2 separate regions of the Mus musculus genome follow, and region 2 is linked to region 1. The links are chromatin contacts, called in public promoter capture Hi-C maps. All regions are on one chromosome and are shown on one strand. Each heading gives the region's core, a stretch centred on a gene start, on an enhancer-like site or on the middle of the called end of the contact. The rest is flanking DNA. Distances are from core to core; before and after follow the strand shown. Region 1 holds the start of Gper1 (G protein-coupled estrogen receptor 1). Region 2 holds the start of Micall2 (MICAL-like 2).

Region 1 (7,795 bases), core at 2,264-4,763:
CTGCGAAGATCATCCTCAGGGCTTTCTGCCTGCGTGGGCGCAGGCCGCGGTGCCTGTGGGCCCGGATGAGGGCTCGCACGATGAGGGAGTAGCAGAGGCCAATGATGGCGAAGGGCATGATGAAGCCCAGTGTGACCTCCAGCCACTGCACCTCCCTGACATCAGCAAAGCAGAAGCAGGCCTCCTCCGTGTGCCGCAGGTGCACCGCTGTGAAGGGCACCAGCGTGGCGGACACTGAGGCCATCCAGATGAGGCCACAGCTGAGCCGTGCGTGGTGCTTGGTGCGGAAGAGGCCACAGCGCATGGCCTTGGCCAGCGCTAGGTACCTGTCGAAGCTCATCCAGGTGAGGAAGAAGACGCTGCTGTACATGTTGATCTGCAGGAAGAGGGACATGAAGGTGCAGAGCACTGCGATGTCGTAGTACTGCTCGTCCAGGTTGAACACCTCAATCAGGGAGTCAGCCACCAGGATGAGGTCGGCCGCCGCCAGGTTGATGAAGTACAGGTCTGGGATGGTCATCTTCTCCCGGAAGCTGATGTTCACCACCAGGATGAGGATGTTGCCCACAAAGCCAATAGGAAAGAGGAAGATGGTGTAGAGGCAGGAGAGGAAGAGGGCAATCACGTACTGCTGATGCTCAGAGAGGTCCCCAGTGAGGTTCCCCGGGGCATCTTCCCGCAGTGCCAGGGACAAGTTGAGGGCCAGAGGGGTGCTGTTGGAAGGGGCTGGCCACACGGGACCTAGGTAGATCTCCACCCCAACAGTTTGGGCTGGAGTAGTCGCATCCATGGCTTCCCTCGGCAGTTTTCAGGATTTGCTGAAAGGGTCACAGAAAGCTGTTTTATGTGACAGCTCCATCTTCACAAAGAAAGATAAACCAGGCATTTGTGAGGCAGGAAGAATCGTCCTGGGAGCCTGTTAGTCTCAGAAAACCAGAAGGGTGGACAGGGTGTCTGATGTCTGGGCTGGTGCTGGGCAGGCACACCTGCTGCCTGCTCACCTTCTGGGCACCTGTAGAAGCAGACGGGGCAAGACTTAGCATCTAGAACCCTGAGCATCCTGAAGGAGCCAGGTGTGGTGCATGAGTGACAACGGGGTCCACCTGGACTCTGGCTTTCGCCACCCCCCTGAGCTGGAGCAGAAGAGATAGACGTGGATAGACGTGGAGTGTTCCTTTATGTTCCCTAAGAGCGCCCACAGTTGGTGACAGTCTGTGAGTCATGGGAGATGTAGTGGGACCAGTCAGATCACTGGCCCGTGAAATACCGTGAGTGTGTGGTGTGGGAATTTGAGGAAAACTACTGTTTGTCGAGACAGGAAGTCTCATTAACTTCAGCAGCTGTTGGAAAGAGACGTGACATGGGAAGGGAAAAACCCAGCCTTTCTCAAAGGTAGTCCAAGAACCCAAGGGCTGGGAGCTGCCTTTTCTCTTGCAGTAAAGTGGGAAGAGAAATTTTGTTCTTTGACCTGTGGCGGTACTGAGTGTGGTGCCAGGAGGAGACACCTGCCATCGTTTAAAGGGAAAACAAGTAAAGAACAAGCATTGTTATTGGAGGACTGGGATGTAGCTCAGTGGTAAAACATTTATCTGGCACACAAGAGAGCTGTGGGTTCCACCTTCAGTATCTTTCTCTTGTGTGCGTGTGTGTGCATGTGTGTGCACGCGCGTGCACACACGCGCACACACACAGAGAGCTGTATCATTTTTTCCTGAGATGAGTTTTTGCTATGTAGCTCTTGCTGTCCTGGAACTCACTCTGTAGACCAGGCTGGCCTCGAACTCAGAAATCCGCCTGCCTCTGCCTCCCGAGTGCTGGGATTAAAAGGCGTGTGCCACCAACACCCAGCTCACACAGCTGGTTTTGAGGCAGGGTCTCTTATAGTCCAGGCTGTTCCAAATTCACTAAACAGTAGGGGATGACTCCTCGTCCTCCCGGCTACTCTGGAGGTTGTGCTCCGGAGGATCCCTGGAGCACAGGCGTTTTAGACTAGCTCAGGCAGCAGCCTGAGACCCCGATCTCAAGGAATAAGGAAGACAGGAGAGAAGAAGGGAAGCAGCTTGTCCTTTACATAAGTTCCTGTGAAATACAACATTTTAGGCACTGCAGCCTGGAAGCTGAGCTTCATTGGTCCCTGGGGATGGTTCCTAGCCTGTATGACTCTGCCTCGGGGCTCTCTGGGGTAATCCAGGTTCTCAGCGGCACTAGCAGTGTCTCGAGACCCTAGGGTGTCACTGTGTAGGAGATGGGTGCTGGCATCTGGTGAGTGGAAGCTGAGAATGCTACTAAGTGTCCATATTGCCCCGGGCAGGGACATGGCAGCTACTGTCCCTGTGTCTTCCTTCACAGTCAGAGCGAGACAGCAAAGTGCTCCTCAGATGTGCTCCTGAAAACACATCTCTGTTGCTTTGCTTGTGGTGATTGCATTTGGTTTTGAGGTGGAGCAAGAGCAAACCAGAGGTTTAAATTGGCCTTTCTCTCCCCAAATACTGCTTCATTAAAATGATGGGAAGAAGAAAGGAGGGGCTGTGGCCACATCCTGCCTTGGATGTGTGGGTGTGGGTGGCCAACCCATCTTTCATGGACGTGCCCATCTGAGCCACAGAAGCGCCAGTCTTCTGAGTCTAGCTACAATGCAGAGGGTTTCCCTTCATTTCTTCTGATACCTGAGCCTGGTGCATACTTTAATCCCAGCACAAAAGGATGAGAGGCAAGTGGAGCTCTAAGTTTGAGGCCAGCCCAGTCTATGAAGTGAGTTTGATGCCAGTCAGGGCTGAAACAAACAAACAAACAAAACCTGAAAATTTAAAAGTACTCACCCAGAGTGTGTGAGTGTTGAGGCTTGGCCACAATTCCAGCAGCTTAAGGGGAGCAGAGTCCTTGGATGGCTTTCTCCCTAGATCTGATCAGCTGTTTTGGTGGGTGCATGGCAGAAATGACACCCTGGCTTCTGTCCTTGGTCCAGATCGCTGCTCTGTTAATCTAACGATCAGACTTAGTGTCCTTCTGATTTTCTGTTGGGTGTCCTGATCTGGGGAAACAAGACTAGGTTTTTGCCAGGCTTACGAGGCCCCTGTCCTTGAAACAGTTGTAAGCTTCCAGGACTCCCTTGGCAGACAGAGTGGCAGCATCGTGGTGTTACAGGGCGTAGCCAGGACCCAAGTGTGGCCGAGCTTTAGGTAGGCATGCTGTTGTTGCCTGCGCCTGGATAGACCTTGCTCACACCTATCGTGCAATCCTGGAGGCCGAGGGTGCATGACTGCCCCACCAGTGCCACCCCACCCCAGCAAGGAGTTCCGAGCCACACGCAGTCCCGGAACCTGAGTGTGAATCTTACCTGTGCCGTGGCGTTACCAGGCCATCTGCTGGAGGTGCTCCTGGAGCTTGCTCCAGGGATGGACCCTGGACTTGCAGCACTTTGGGGACGGTGCCCAGCAGGGACCCAGCAGGAGAGGAACAGAAGCACCCGCCCGATGCCTGGGGATGGATGCCTGTGGCCGTCCAGCAGCGTCTGGCCCCCTTGGCACAGCGCCTCCTTTATAGACTTCCCAAGCCTACTCACTGGGCTCTGGCCAGCCTCCCTTTAAGGCCAGCATTAACCATTTTTTTGCTGGCAGTTTTTTTCCTCCCACATGTAGACAGTGAAAACGACCCTGCTGGATGTGTATTTTATGGAAGTTTCCAGTGTGACTGCTGATTTTCACCCACTGACACATTTATTTAAAGTGTGAAAGGATTATAATATTGTTTACCTTTTAGGTAAGAATCCTTCCTCATTTGTTGAAGCAATGATACCCTTGCCTGTTTTAGCTTGTGCTGGCTTTAAAACTGAACACTGAGTTTCCTCAATCAGCATGGTAGGACTGCAGTCACACAGCAAATGTAAGCTATAGTTTTCCTAGGGATGCTCGAAGTGGGAAATACAGTCTACAAGTAGCCGGCATTTTGACCAGAAATTAGGAATCCAGGTGTGTTTTCTACTCTAATGTTAGCTAGGGCTAATGTCCCTCTACCCAGGGGTCAGCTCTGTCTCTAGTTCTAGACCGTGTACAACCAAGGTGGGGGGGGGGGGAAGTGGCCTTGTAACTTACTTAGTACGTATCCACAACACTGGGGTTCTCATAGAATTGTGGCCCTGGGGGTGGAGACAAACATGGGGAACAGGGCTTCGCCACATAATCGGACCTCCTGCAGCCCCGACCTGAGCAATCCAGTCAAGTGATTATGTATTCGTAATGATTTAGAGTTCGTTGGTCTCATTTGTGCACTCTTCTTTGTATCTGAGTGTGTGTGCATGTTTATGTATGTAGGTATAAATGTATGTGGATGTAGAGGCTAGAGAACCTGTTTGCTAGTCCTCAGGTTCTGTCCACCTTGTTTGTTTGTTTGTTTGTTTGTTTGTTTATGGCAGGGTCACTGATCAGCCTAGGGCTCACCAAAACAGGTAGGATGGCTGGCAAGAGACCCCCAGGGTCCCACCTCTTCCCACTCAGTGCAGCCCCCTGTGTTTTTAGCTTGATGTCTTTTTGATTGTCGGCAATCTGTGATGTTGAATACATTGAGAGGGCATTTGTGTTCTGAGCATGAATATTGCATACCTCTGCTGGCTGAGGACTGCAGAAACCACCACATGCTGCTCCTCTAAAGGGGGACTCTGTGCAGCAGGAAGAAGCAGATACTGGGTTGGAGAGGTGGCTCGGCAGTTAACACTTGTTGCTCTTAAAGAGGACAGAGGTCCAATTCCCAGCACCCCTAGGGTGGCTCACCATCATCTGTAACTCCAGACCTAGGAGATCCAACCCACACTCTCAGACTCTGGGAACCAGGCACACAGGTGACACCCATGCCGGTAAAACAGTCATACACATAAAATATGTTTATGAACAGATGAAGCAGTTAGCTGCATGTAGACAGCTACAGGGTCTCTAGAAAACAACGATCAGCTGCCCTGTGCCCACGTGTGTAGCTTCCTGCTAGAAACATGTTTGGTGGCTTTCTATAGGAAACTGGCTTAGAATCTTTGAGATATGCATTTTTTGAAATGTACACTTCTTTAAATAGAGTTCCATTAAAAATACAATTTTTAGTGGAAAAATACTGTTAGGGCCCCTTTGAGCTGTAGAAGCCCTGACTACGGAGTTGGCTTTTTCTCATTTGAGCAGCATGGGAAGAGCCCCTTGGCCCTTCAGTATCTTTTCACCAGCTTACCAAGTCAGGATGACGTCAGCACCAAAACAATGCCTGCGACACCATCGAGAAAGAAACAAATGCTGAGAAAACACAGCTTCCTTTTGAATTAAATAAATAAAACAGAAACCCAAGCCTTGAAATAGCCAAGGAATGCCACTTAAAAATAGCCGCTCCCTTAGAATTTCCCCACTCTTGCAAGCCCATGGTCAAGTTCCATGGTGTTGGACCACTGAGAGGGCCTTTGCTGTCTTCTGGGTTCCTGGGAGTCCCCTGGGGTGCTCTGATGCCATGCAGGACTGGCAGCTGAAGTCTTGGGGGCGCATCTTACTCTGAGCCCAGCCTTCCCTTCAACATTCCAGGTAGTCACATCCTACGTCTAGTCTACCACTCTGCTGAGAGGCACAACAGGACCCAGGCAGAGGGCACGTCTGCCTTCTGATCTCCATAGGTTTTAGTATGGATAAGGGATGAGAGAGACCTTAAAGATTCTGTCAGTACGGTGCAAGTCCCTCTTTGGTGAGAGCTTCCTTTGTAGTCTCCGATCTAGGCTGCCTCTGGGCTTGGCTTCTTGATAGAGGACAGAGCCTGAGGAATACAGCATGAACATTTGCAGGTGAAGGCAGGCTGGTGGCTGAGTCTGGGCCAGGGTCCTTGTCCTTGGACCAGCCTGCTCATGTTCTTCCTGGTCTGCTTGGCCCCATTTGAGTTTGATGTCTATGTGGGTTTGGCAATATGTTTTGTGCACAAGTCTACAGTTGTTTATAATGGTGTTGTATCTGAGGAACCTACACTGGCTGCTGTACCATGGCAGGAAGGGCCTGGGCTGCAGAGTTCACACTCCATCAGTGACTCAAGGCTAAAGGGAGAGGCCTGAGAAGTTCAGTGGCAGGCCCACACCATATACAGACAGTATTGGATCATATATGAGGAGCAGGTGCAGTAATGTAACGCCTTCATGAACCTTCTTCACAGGTGCTCCCAGCACACAACCCAGTCATGTTTCAAAGGTCAGGATCCAGAGTGCCACCAACGCCCCCCCCCGCCCCCCACCCCCCGCCCCCCGCCCCCCCCCCACGCCCCCCCGCGCCAATCAACCACCACCTAAACTTCTCTCTCTTGGCCTTCCTGCCGTCTTCCACAGCATAGATCAGCCCCAGAACTTCATGGGTCTAGGGTCACCTCTTGCCTGACAGTCCTCGGGAACATGATCCCAGAGTCTGAGCATGGCCGGTATACAGCATTGCCCTTCCGACTCCTCAGTGGTCATCTGGAGCATGGATCTGACCTAAGACTGGCCTTTTGACATTGTGATTGTCCATAAGTGTGGTGGGTACATCCATAGCTATTGTGGGACATATGTGGCCCAGAGCTGCAGGTGCTTTCCTGAGTGAGGCGGAAGCTTCCTTTCATCAGCGAGGCCACCCTACCTCTTAGACGGCAACCTGTTAGGAACCCAGAGTGACAGCCATTTATTTGAGTCAACCATCAACACTCTTGCTCTTCTGACCCTTGCTCATGGGATTTGTTTTGACTCTGAAGTGACAAGCCATGTGTGTTGGGAAAACACAGCACAAAGCTTGGAGAAATTTGCCAATGTGTTCCCACTCTACAACACTTATGCGTTTTGGGTATGTGTATATGTCTGTGTATCTGTGTGCATGTGCGTTTGGTGGCCAGAGGCCTGTGCCTAGTGTCCCCCTCGGTCACTGGCCAGCTTAGTTTTTGAGATGGGATTTCTCAGTGAACCAGAGTTTGCTGATTCAGCTAGACTGGCCAGCCAGTGAGTTCCAGGGCTCCCCCTGTCCCCACGCCCCACACTAGGGTTATAGGTATGTGATGCTGCACACAGCTCTTTATGTGACGCTGGGGACCTGAAGGCAGGTTCTCATGCATCTTTACTAGCATTTCCCCAGACACAAGTTGTGCATTTTCCTCTAGTTTTTCAGCCTCAGGGGAGGTAGGGAGCGCTGGCTCCTACCTGGAGATGGCACAAAGTGCTCAGGACAACTAAGACTTGACTTAAATATGTAAGTATTTAGTAGGGCAAGAGGCAGGCATCTTCTTCATAGAGAAAGAAGCAGAGGCTAAGCATTTGTCTGGGTCCCAAGGTAGGCAGGGAGGAGCCGGTCAGGGCCAGCTCTCCTGGGCCATTGCTGAGCACTGTCTGCCCACCCTGGCTTGGGAAGGCTGTTCTGTCAGGGTCTGTGCAGAGCTGTGACACAGCCTCCCCGACTCCTGAGCCTTTTCTCATCTTATGAGATAGTGACTGGAAAACCACACCTCCAGAGAGACACCCTCATCCAGGTCCCAGACCAGCCTGGCCCGGGACCATAGGAGTGAGCATCTGAGTGCTGTGGTCCTGGTCCTGCGAGAGGTTGTGCAGGCTTCTTACAGACAGACGCCCCAGATGCACACTACAGCTGCCATCCCAGGCTTCCTGGGACTCCCGTTTCCCAGAAAAAGCTAGTTCAGTAGCCCTATCTCCCAATGTGAGAAGGAATTTACAGCCCCAGGAGAGTGTCCTATCCCTGCCCTGCAGCTGCCACCTGCCCCTCTCTTGCCCCCTCCCCCTCTAGCCCTCAGAGCACACAGCCGGGGGCCTGTG
Region 2 (7,795 bases), core at 3,836-6,335, 310 kb before region 1:
CCCTCCAGCAGCAGGTTTCTGGACACACGGAGAAGGGACAGACATAATATGGTCTGCTGCTCTGTCTTGCTATGGAGGGAGCAGGAAGGGGAGGGAACGTATCTACTCTGTGGAGCTGGGAGAAGCCACAGATCTGTGAGACTGAAGGGTGTAAGCTATTTGGAAGGGCCTCTTAGCCCAGGATGGTCCCAGGACACAAGTAGAGGTCATAGATTCATGCTGGGACAAGGGACAAAGGGGGCAAGGAGGACAAGGTAGGAGTCCCCTGAGTGTTCCTTCAGAGACTCCCAATTTCTGAGTACAATGGCACCTACAAATACAGTGGGATGAAAGCCTGTGTTCAGCCTTCCTGTGCACACACGTGCCCGTGCACACACAGTCTGGGCAGCTGTAGCACAGTGGACAGTGGTATAGGTTGTACACTGCACATTCCCAGAGGTAGCCATGTGGCTGATCCCATGTGCTCTCCAGGCTCAGCCTACATCCCTCACAGGTGTGCCTACCGCTTCTCCTAACCCTTTAGAACTCAGCCACCCGAGACATAAATCCTGCAAAAACAGTACAGTGATCACAGGGTCCACGAGTCCCTGATGGCGTGGTAAGATCACACTTTTATCTCTCTTTTTAATTTTTTATTTATTTAAATTTTTTTAAAAGCATTTTTAAAAAGATTTATATTTTATCTGAGTACACTGTTGCTGTCTTCAGACACCCCAGGAAAAGGGCATCAGATCCCATTGCAGATGGTTTATCAGCCACCATGTGGTTGCTGGGATTTGAACTCAGGACTTTTGGAAGAGCAGCCAGTGCTCTTAACCACTGAGCCATCTTACCAGTCCCTTTTATCTCTTTTTAAAAAGTGTCTGTGTGTTTTCCTGCATACACAGGTGTGTACCTTGTGTATACAGTGTTGTGTAGAGGTTTCCTCTAGACTGAAACATCCCATTCTGAAGGGATGCTCCTTAAGACAGAAGGTGAACAACTCCATGTAGCTTCCTGAAGTCCCTGAAACTGATCAGATTCACTAGGCCAGCCCCTCCCATCATTCGGAGACAAGCCAAACTTCGAAGAAGACTCCCAGACTGGACCAGCTGCCTCGGAAGTGGTGTAGACTGAGTCACTTGGAAAGGACACTCTTCAGCCTGTTGAGCTGCCTGCAGGCTGTGTGGCGACGTGCTGCAGGTCCTCAGCCCTCGTGGCCCATCCCCCATGCTTTGGTTCATTTGAGTCTTTGAGTCATTTCTGCTCCTGTAACCCCTCACCCATATTTCTGTAAGTAACCCCAATAAAGCTCATGGGGTCACCGAGTTGGACTTTGGTGGTGTTCATGCTTTGGTCTGTAGTGGGTTCCCTATCAGAGGTAAGTAGACACATGTGTCTCTCCAGGAAGTCATGTCAGATGACAAGTGCACACTGATGTCCAAAGAGGACATCGGCTCCCCTGGGTCTGGGATACAGTTAGACAATCGTGAGCCACCATGTGGGTGCTGAGAATCAAACCCAAGTCCTCTGGAAGAGTAGCTGGTGCTCTTAACCACTCACTGAGCCATTTCTCCAGCTCCTATTATTTTACATACTTAAAAAAATGTCGCTGGGCAGTGGTGGCACAGGCCTTTAGTTCCAGCACTTGGGAGGCAGAGGCAGATAGATTTCTGAGTTCAAGGCCAGCCTGGTCTACAGAGTGAGGTCCAGGACAGCCAGGGCTATGCAGAGAAACCCTGTCTCAAAAACAAAAACAAAAACAAAAACAAAACAAAAGTCTCCTGTAACTGGAGTTACAGACAGTTGGGAATCACCGCTTGGTTGCTGCACACATAACCTGGGGTCCTCTGCAGGAACGGAAGTTGATCACTCTTCTGCACATTGTCTCCCTAGTCTCTGTTTCTTTCTCTCCTGTGTGTCTGCTTCTCGGGCTCCCTGTGTCTTTGTCTCTCTGTCTTTGCCTTTCTCTCTGTGTGTCCCTCTCACGGTGTCTCTGCCACTCTTAGACTGTAATTAGCAAATGTCCTAAAGGGTCCAATACACTCTACCACCACCCAGGAGATCATTGTGAGGAATAAAGACTCAATTGTAAGCACATGAATTCATTGAGTGCCTACTGTGTGCACTCTCCCCTGTGAGAGACAGCTATGCTTTCCTTTGCAGCACAAGACACTAAGACTGAAGGTTTTTTCTTTTAAAGATTTATTTATTTTATGCATATGATTACACCACCATTGCTCTCTTCAGAAACACCAGAAGAGGGCATCAATCCTATTATAGATTGTTGTGAGCCACCACGTGGTTGCTGGGAATTGAACTCAGGACCTCTGGAAGAGCAGTCGGTGCTCTTAACCACTGAGCCATCTCTCCAGCCCAAGCAGTAGGTTTGATGCCCATTTTCCTGGCCTCCCGGGGCAGGTCTATGGTTTGTTACCCAGACAATGGCTGTCACTGAGAAAAGCTGACTTAGTGAAAGCTGGGGCTAGGTGCCACCAGGGCAGAGGTGACAGCATGAGAAAAGGTTTCTCAGACTGGGGCCAAAGGCTTCTGGTTGGATGGGGGAGCACCAGCTATATGAGGGCTGGAGGGGAGGTGGGAGGAGCCGAGAAGAGCGCCCAAATGACTTCAGTGGCCTGGTGGAGTTGCACAGTGGGCTCTTGGAGTCAGCTGGAGAACCAAGGCCCAGAGGGAACATGGTAGGGTGTGGCCTGCAGAGTCACGATAAGCGGGGCTGGCAGGTTCTGGTGGCTGATAAGGTTCCTGGACTTTATTCAGAGGAGAGTTGGCAAGAGGGGCTCTTGGAACATTTAAGGAGGTCTGCAAGGTGGACTATGGTGGACTAAGCCCCCGGGGGAGCATGTGGGAAGGCTCACAGTGGTGGGCAGATTGAGGTGTTCCCGTTTGGGGGACTCTAGAAAGGCAGGCTCTATGAGGTGCTGGTGGTGACATGATTAGTGGCCCCAGGGGACTGTCACGAATACTGTCCTCAAGCTCCCGAGGTGGCAGGAGCTAAGGGTGGGGAGTCTGAAGAGGCTGGTCACATGATGACCCTGGAGCTGACATTAGAACTCAGACCCTGGCATGGCCCTCCCTCCGTTTGCACACCCTTTCTCCCCACGTCTTGGCAGTTACCTTCCTTACCAGCTTTTCCGGTTCTTGTAATTGCTGCCCAGAGGGTCAGGAAAACCTGGTTCCGGGACCAGGCTCTAGCTGAATGGGGTGTGATACTGCACTTTGTCCTCCTGGCGAGAACCCTCGGGCAGGTCAGCTGCTTCCACTGGGCAAGGGTTGGGGCTATAATCCCAGGGGCAGTCTTGTGCCCTCCAGAGTTGGGATGAGGATCTTGCTGCCCACCTACCAGCCCCACACCTGCTGCCTGTACCCAGGTGCCTCCTTGATGCCAGCCCACAGCTTGGGCACGGAAAACCTGTTTTCACTCCTGGTAGAGACGGCACCTGGCTCCAAGCCAGATGCCATTTTGGGGAAAACACCTACCTTCCTAAAGATCCTGCCTAGACAAGCTCTGGGGCCCAGCTGGGAAGGGCCGGTTCACACTGTTGCTGTCATAGTCCGGTCCATCTGATGACATATAGATTCCTGAGGGTGCGGAGAAACAAAGCTGGGCAGAGGTGGCGCACACCTTTAATTCCAGCACTTGAGGAAGAAGCAGGTGGTTCTCTGTGAGTTCGAGGCCAGCCTGGTCTACAGAGTGAGTTCCAGGATAGCCAGGGCTACACAGAGAAATTCTGTCTCAGAAACAAAACAAAACAACAAAAGAACATTCAGGGCAGCCCCTGGCTCTAACTGAGGACCTGGGAGAGGTACTTTCCTTAATCACCCCTGGCATCCTCAGAGACTTGAAAGAGGCTAAGAGTCTCCTGTCTCAAGACCCCTGGAGCGTGCCCCCTCAGCCTTCCTTTCCTCCTCTGTGAATGTAGAGCGGTTATTCTGGCTGGCTTGGCACCCTTGAGGGTGAAGGGAAAGCAGACAGTATTTTAAAGTTTGAGACAGGGTCTCAGGTCGCCCATGTCAGCCTTGCACCCCATATGTATCCTGGGATAAGCTTGGATTTCTGATCTTCCAGCTTCTCCCCGCTGAGGGCTGGGATTCCAGGTGTGTGCCATCACGACCAGTATCTGTCTGATGGGAAAGCACACTACTCAGCAAGGTCCACCCCAGCTTCCAACCAGACAGCTTTGTAGACCCTGAAAAGGGACACTCCTCAGAGGTTGCATCTACCCTAGCCTCTGTTTTCCCATTTGTCAACAGGCTGCCAACTCTAGAGGCTGAGGCAGGAGGATGAGTTAGGCAGACTAGGCAGCTTGGCCTCAACTTTAAAAAATAAAATAAAATAAAAGAACGCTGTTGCGGGTTTGGACTGGAGAGATGGGTCAGTCGTTAAGAGCATTTGCTGCTCTTCCAGAAGTCCTGGGGTTTAGTTTCCAGCACCCACATGGCAGCACAACCCGCTCCAACTCCGATTCTAGAAGAGCAGGGGCCTTCTTCAGGTCTCCCGGGCTACCAGACACACAAGGGGTGCAGATACACTTTCAGACCAAAGCCCATATGCATAAGATAGAATTAAAAGTAAGAAAGAAAACCGTAGCTGGGAGTGTAGCTCAGCTGGTGGTATGCTTGCCTGGCATGCAGGAAGCCTCAGGGTCCATACCCAGCACTGCACAAACCAGGCATGGTGTGGGGCACAAGCCTGTAATCCGAGAGCAGTAAAGGAGGTGGAGGCTGGGGAATCTGAAACACAAGGTCATCTTTGCTTTTATAATAAGCTAGAGGCCAATGCGAGCTACATTGGTCCCGGTCTCAAGGAAAACAAAAAAAGAAAACCCCGACGCCTCTGCTGGGAGTTATGGCTAAAGGCCAAGGCGGGAGCCAACGCCCAGAGTACCGGGCCCCTATTCTTCAAGTCCCAGGAAAGAGGGGGCGTGGTCTTATGTGGGCGTGCCCTTTGTGGGGCGTGGGTGTGGCCTGACCAAACTGGGGCGGTGCGGCCGGAACAAGGAGCCTGTGTGGAGCTTGGAGCTGGTGAGCCAGGCCTTCAAGAGGCGTGATCTTGTGGGGGCGGGTCTGAAGAGGCGGGGCCTCTAGGGGGCGGGGCCGGCGGCCTCGCAGGCGTCAAGAGTGTGTGGGGCGCCGGTCTCCCGGTGTTCTCTTCTTCCAGCCCGGCTGGTGGTCGGCGGGTCCGGGCCTCCTGCGCGTCTCGGGCCCAAGAGGGGCCTGTAGCCAGCTCCTCGAGCCGCCAGCCCGTCCTGCCGCCCATATGGCCGCCATAAAGGCCCTGCAAGAATGGTGCCGGCAGCAGTGCGAGGGCTACCGGGACGTGAGCATCACCAACATGACCACCTCGTTCCGCGATGGCCTGGCCTTCTGCGCTATCTTGCACCGACACCGGCCTGACCTTATGTGAGTGCTCTTTAACCCCTCTGTCGGGCTCTGATGTGCCGCTGCAAACGGGAAACTGAGGCCACGCCTGCCTTGGGATCCGGGTCGGAGGTTTCAGACACACCCCTCTCAGATGGGCCACCCGGGGTAGAGCAGAGACCTGCAGGTACAGCCTATTTGGTGGTCTCCAAGGCTGTGGCAGTCAAGTAGCCTCTGTGCAGGCCACCAAGTGCAGCTGGGCCAGGGGCCAGGACATGGGCTGTCCAGCCGGCTTAGTCAGTGGTGACTCAGGGCAGCGTCCGCCTTCCCCGAGCTCCCTGAGAAAGGGCAAAGGAACAGCTCCTGGGGGTCTGAGGTCTGGCCCCAAGATCAGGGCCATTTGAGGCTTCTAGTGGGATTACTGCCCCTCCTCTAATTTGTCTAGGCATCTTTGGGAAAGCAATCAAAGAGGGAAGCGCAAGCCTTTTAGCACCTTAGAATGACAGGAGACAATGGAGTCTGGGCCATCATCCTTGGAAGTTGTAGGAGAGGACAGGGATTGGGTCTAAAGCCTTCTATAGAAGAAGAGTCTTGGCATAGGAAGTTGGGAAGCAAGCCAGCTCTGTCTTGTTGAAGGACCTTGGCCCACAACTCAAACTGTTCTATCAGTTATTCACTTAGCAAACACTTAGGCAGACTCTGTTACAGGGACCTAAGTTAGTCTGGTGACCAGAGTCCTGAAATGGGACAAGATCACCTACAGCCCATGCCCTTCAGAGGAAAGCATTCTCCTGTACATGGTACATAAATGCAGAGTTGGCTGGTCTGGGAGTGTTTCCCAGGGAGGTCTTAGGGCTGAGTGAGGCTCCAGGCAGCACCTGTGGAGCCCACCTCAGCCAGCCTTCTTGCTGTGCAGATGGGGAAACTGAGGCTCCGAAAAGGAAAAACAAACAAATATTGTTCGTGTTACACAATGTGTCAGGAAGAGCCAGGCCTGGTGCTATCAGACTCCCTTGTGCCAAGCTTTGCTCTGCTCAGGAAGCCGGAATCTTGAGCAAGAAGTAGGCTTCTGCCCTGTGGTTATGAATTCCCCACCCCAACCCCCGAGCTGCTTGGGAGGGCCCCATGGCATGAGCCTCAGTCACTCTCAGGGAGATGGATGGTGTGAGCTCAGTGGGGCATCAGTCATGTGGAAACCAGGAAGCTGAGCTTCGATGGATGCTGGGCCAAGGATGTAGACCTTGGAAAATGGACTTGGGATGAGAACGTGGGTAGTCAGGTTTCTTCCGGTGGTGCAGGGGGAGTCTGGATGATGATGCAGAGTGGGGAGCTCAGATGAGAACTATGTGACGAGTTCTCAAGTGGAGGAGACGATGATGTTGGATTTTGGCTGGATTAGCCTCAGCTGGTAATTGGACAGGGACAGGGCCTTTGCAGACATGGGGTTTCCTCTGCTCCGAAGCAGGGACTATGTGTGCTCATGGCCTGACATGTAGTCCCCACAGAGGAGGAGAGGTGTACACGAAGAGATATATGTTTATTTATACTTGTATGTTTACTTGTGTGTGCATGTATATGCTGGCACAGGCAAGTGTTAAAGATTTGCTCACTTATCTAATGAGTGCCTACTGTATACAGCATAAGGTCATCTAGTGCAGGGAGCAACTTCTGGTCTCAGAGACAGAAGTTCAAGGTAATGACAGGGAACAGGGAACCAAGAGTTGGTGACAGGAAGGAGGCTGGACGAAGAGGTGCCTGCTCAGTTCACTCTGGGAGGGTTATCTCACACTGCTGACTTCCTTGCGGTCTCCCCAGCTGGACTGATAGCTCAAGTCTCTTAGTTAACCCGGTATGGCAACCTGGAGGTGGTTACAATGTAGCTGGAGCCCTACAGATAAGGGCCTGCCTTGTGGGCTCAGTAGATGTAGAAGTTTGGTAGGAGCTTGTGTGCATTTGGAAGGAGTTTGAAGGTGACAGAAGTAGGAAGTCCAGAGGTGGAGACAAGGGACACCCTGGGGCTTTCAGAAGCTGGGAGGGATAAGACCCTCTGTCCTGTAGCAAGTATGTCACTGCTACACCTTCACACTGGATCCCTGGCCTTTGGGAATCTGAGGACAGGTAGCCCTGGGTGTGGATTGTGTAATAGCAGTGGTGGAAAGAGCGTAGGGATTTTGGCAAGAATCACACTGATGAGATTGTAAAGCAGTGGTTCTCACTCAGCCTGTGGGTTGCAATCTTCTTGGTGGGGGTTAGGGTGTGTGTCAAATGACCCTTTTACAGGGGTTGTCTGAGACCATTGGAAAACACAGATAAGATTCATTAACAGTAGCAAAACTATAGTTATGAAGTAGCAACAAAATAATTCTATGGTTGTGGGTCACCACAACAGCAGCAACTGTATTAAAGGGCCACTGTGTTAGGAAGGGTTAGAAGCACT

Evidence for each region. Promoter capture Hi-C pulls out the DNA fragments that hold promoters and counts their contacts.
Region 2: a contact with region 1 is called in a promoter capture Hi-C map of the HPC-7 cell line. The contact joins the promoter of Micall2 here to the promoter of Gper1 in region 1. A contact is called at or near these places in 3 of 39 promoter capture datasets (the HPC-7 cell line, cranial neural crest and second pharyngeal arch cranial neural crest), 1 of 115 datasets of contacts at active chromatin or transcription factors (acute myeloid leukemia) and 1 of 9 other capture datasets (embryonic stem cells).

The regions. Positions count from the first base shown.
Region 1 is chr5:139,418,897-139,426,691 of GRCm38.p6, reverse strand. Gper1 (G protein-coupled estrogen receptor 1) reads right to left here and starts at 3,513. Exons shown (of 3, transcript NM_029771.3): 1 at 3,338-3,513; 2 at 2,820-3,031; 3 at 1-1,012. The coding sequence starts at 790. All of the region lies in intron 2 of 3110082I17Rik (RIKEN cDNA 3110082I17 gene), which reads left to right.
Region 2 is chr5:139,733,623-139,741,417 of GRCm38.p6, reverse strand. It overlaps Micall2 (MICAL-like 2), which reads left to right and starts at 5,085. Exons shown (of 17, transcript NM_174850.3): 1 at 5,085-5,400. The coding sequence starts at 5,258.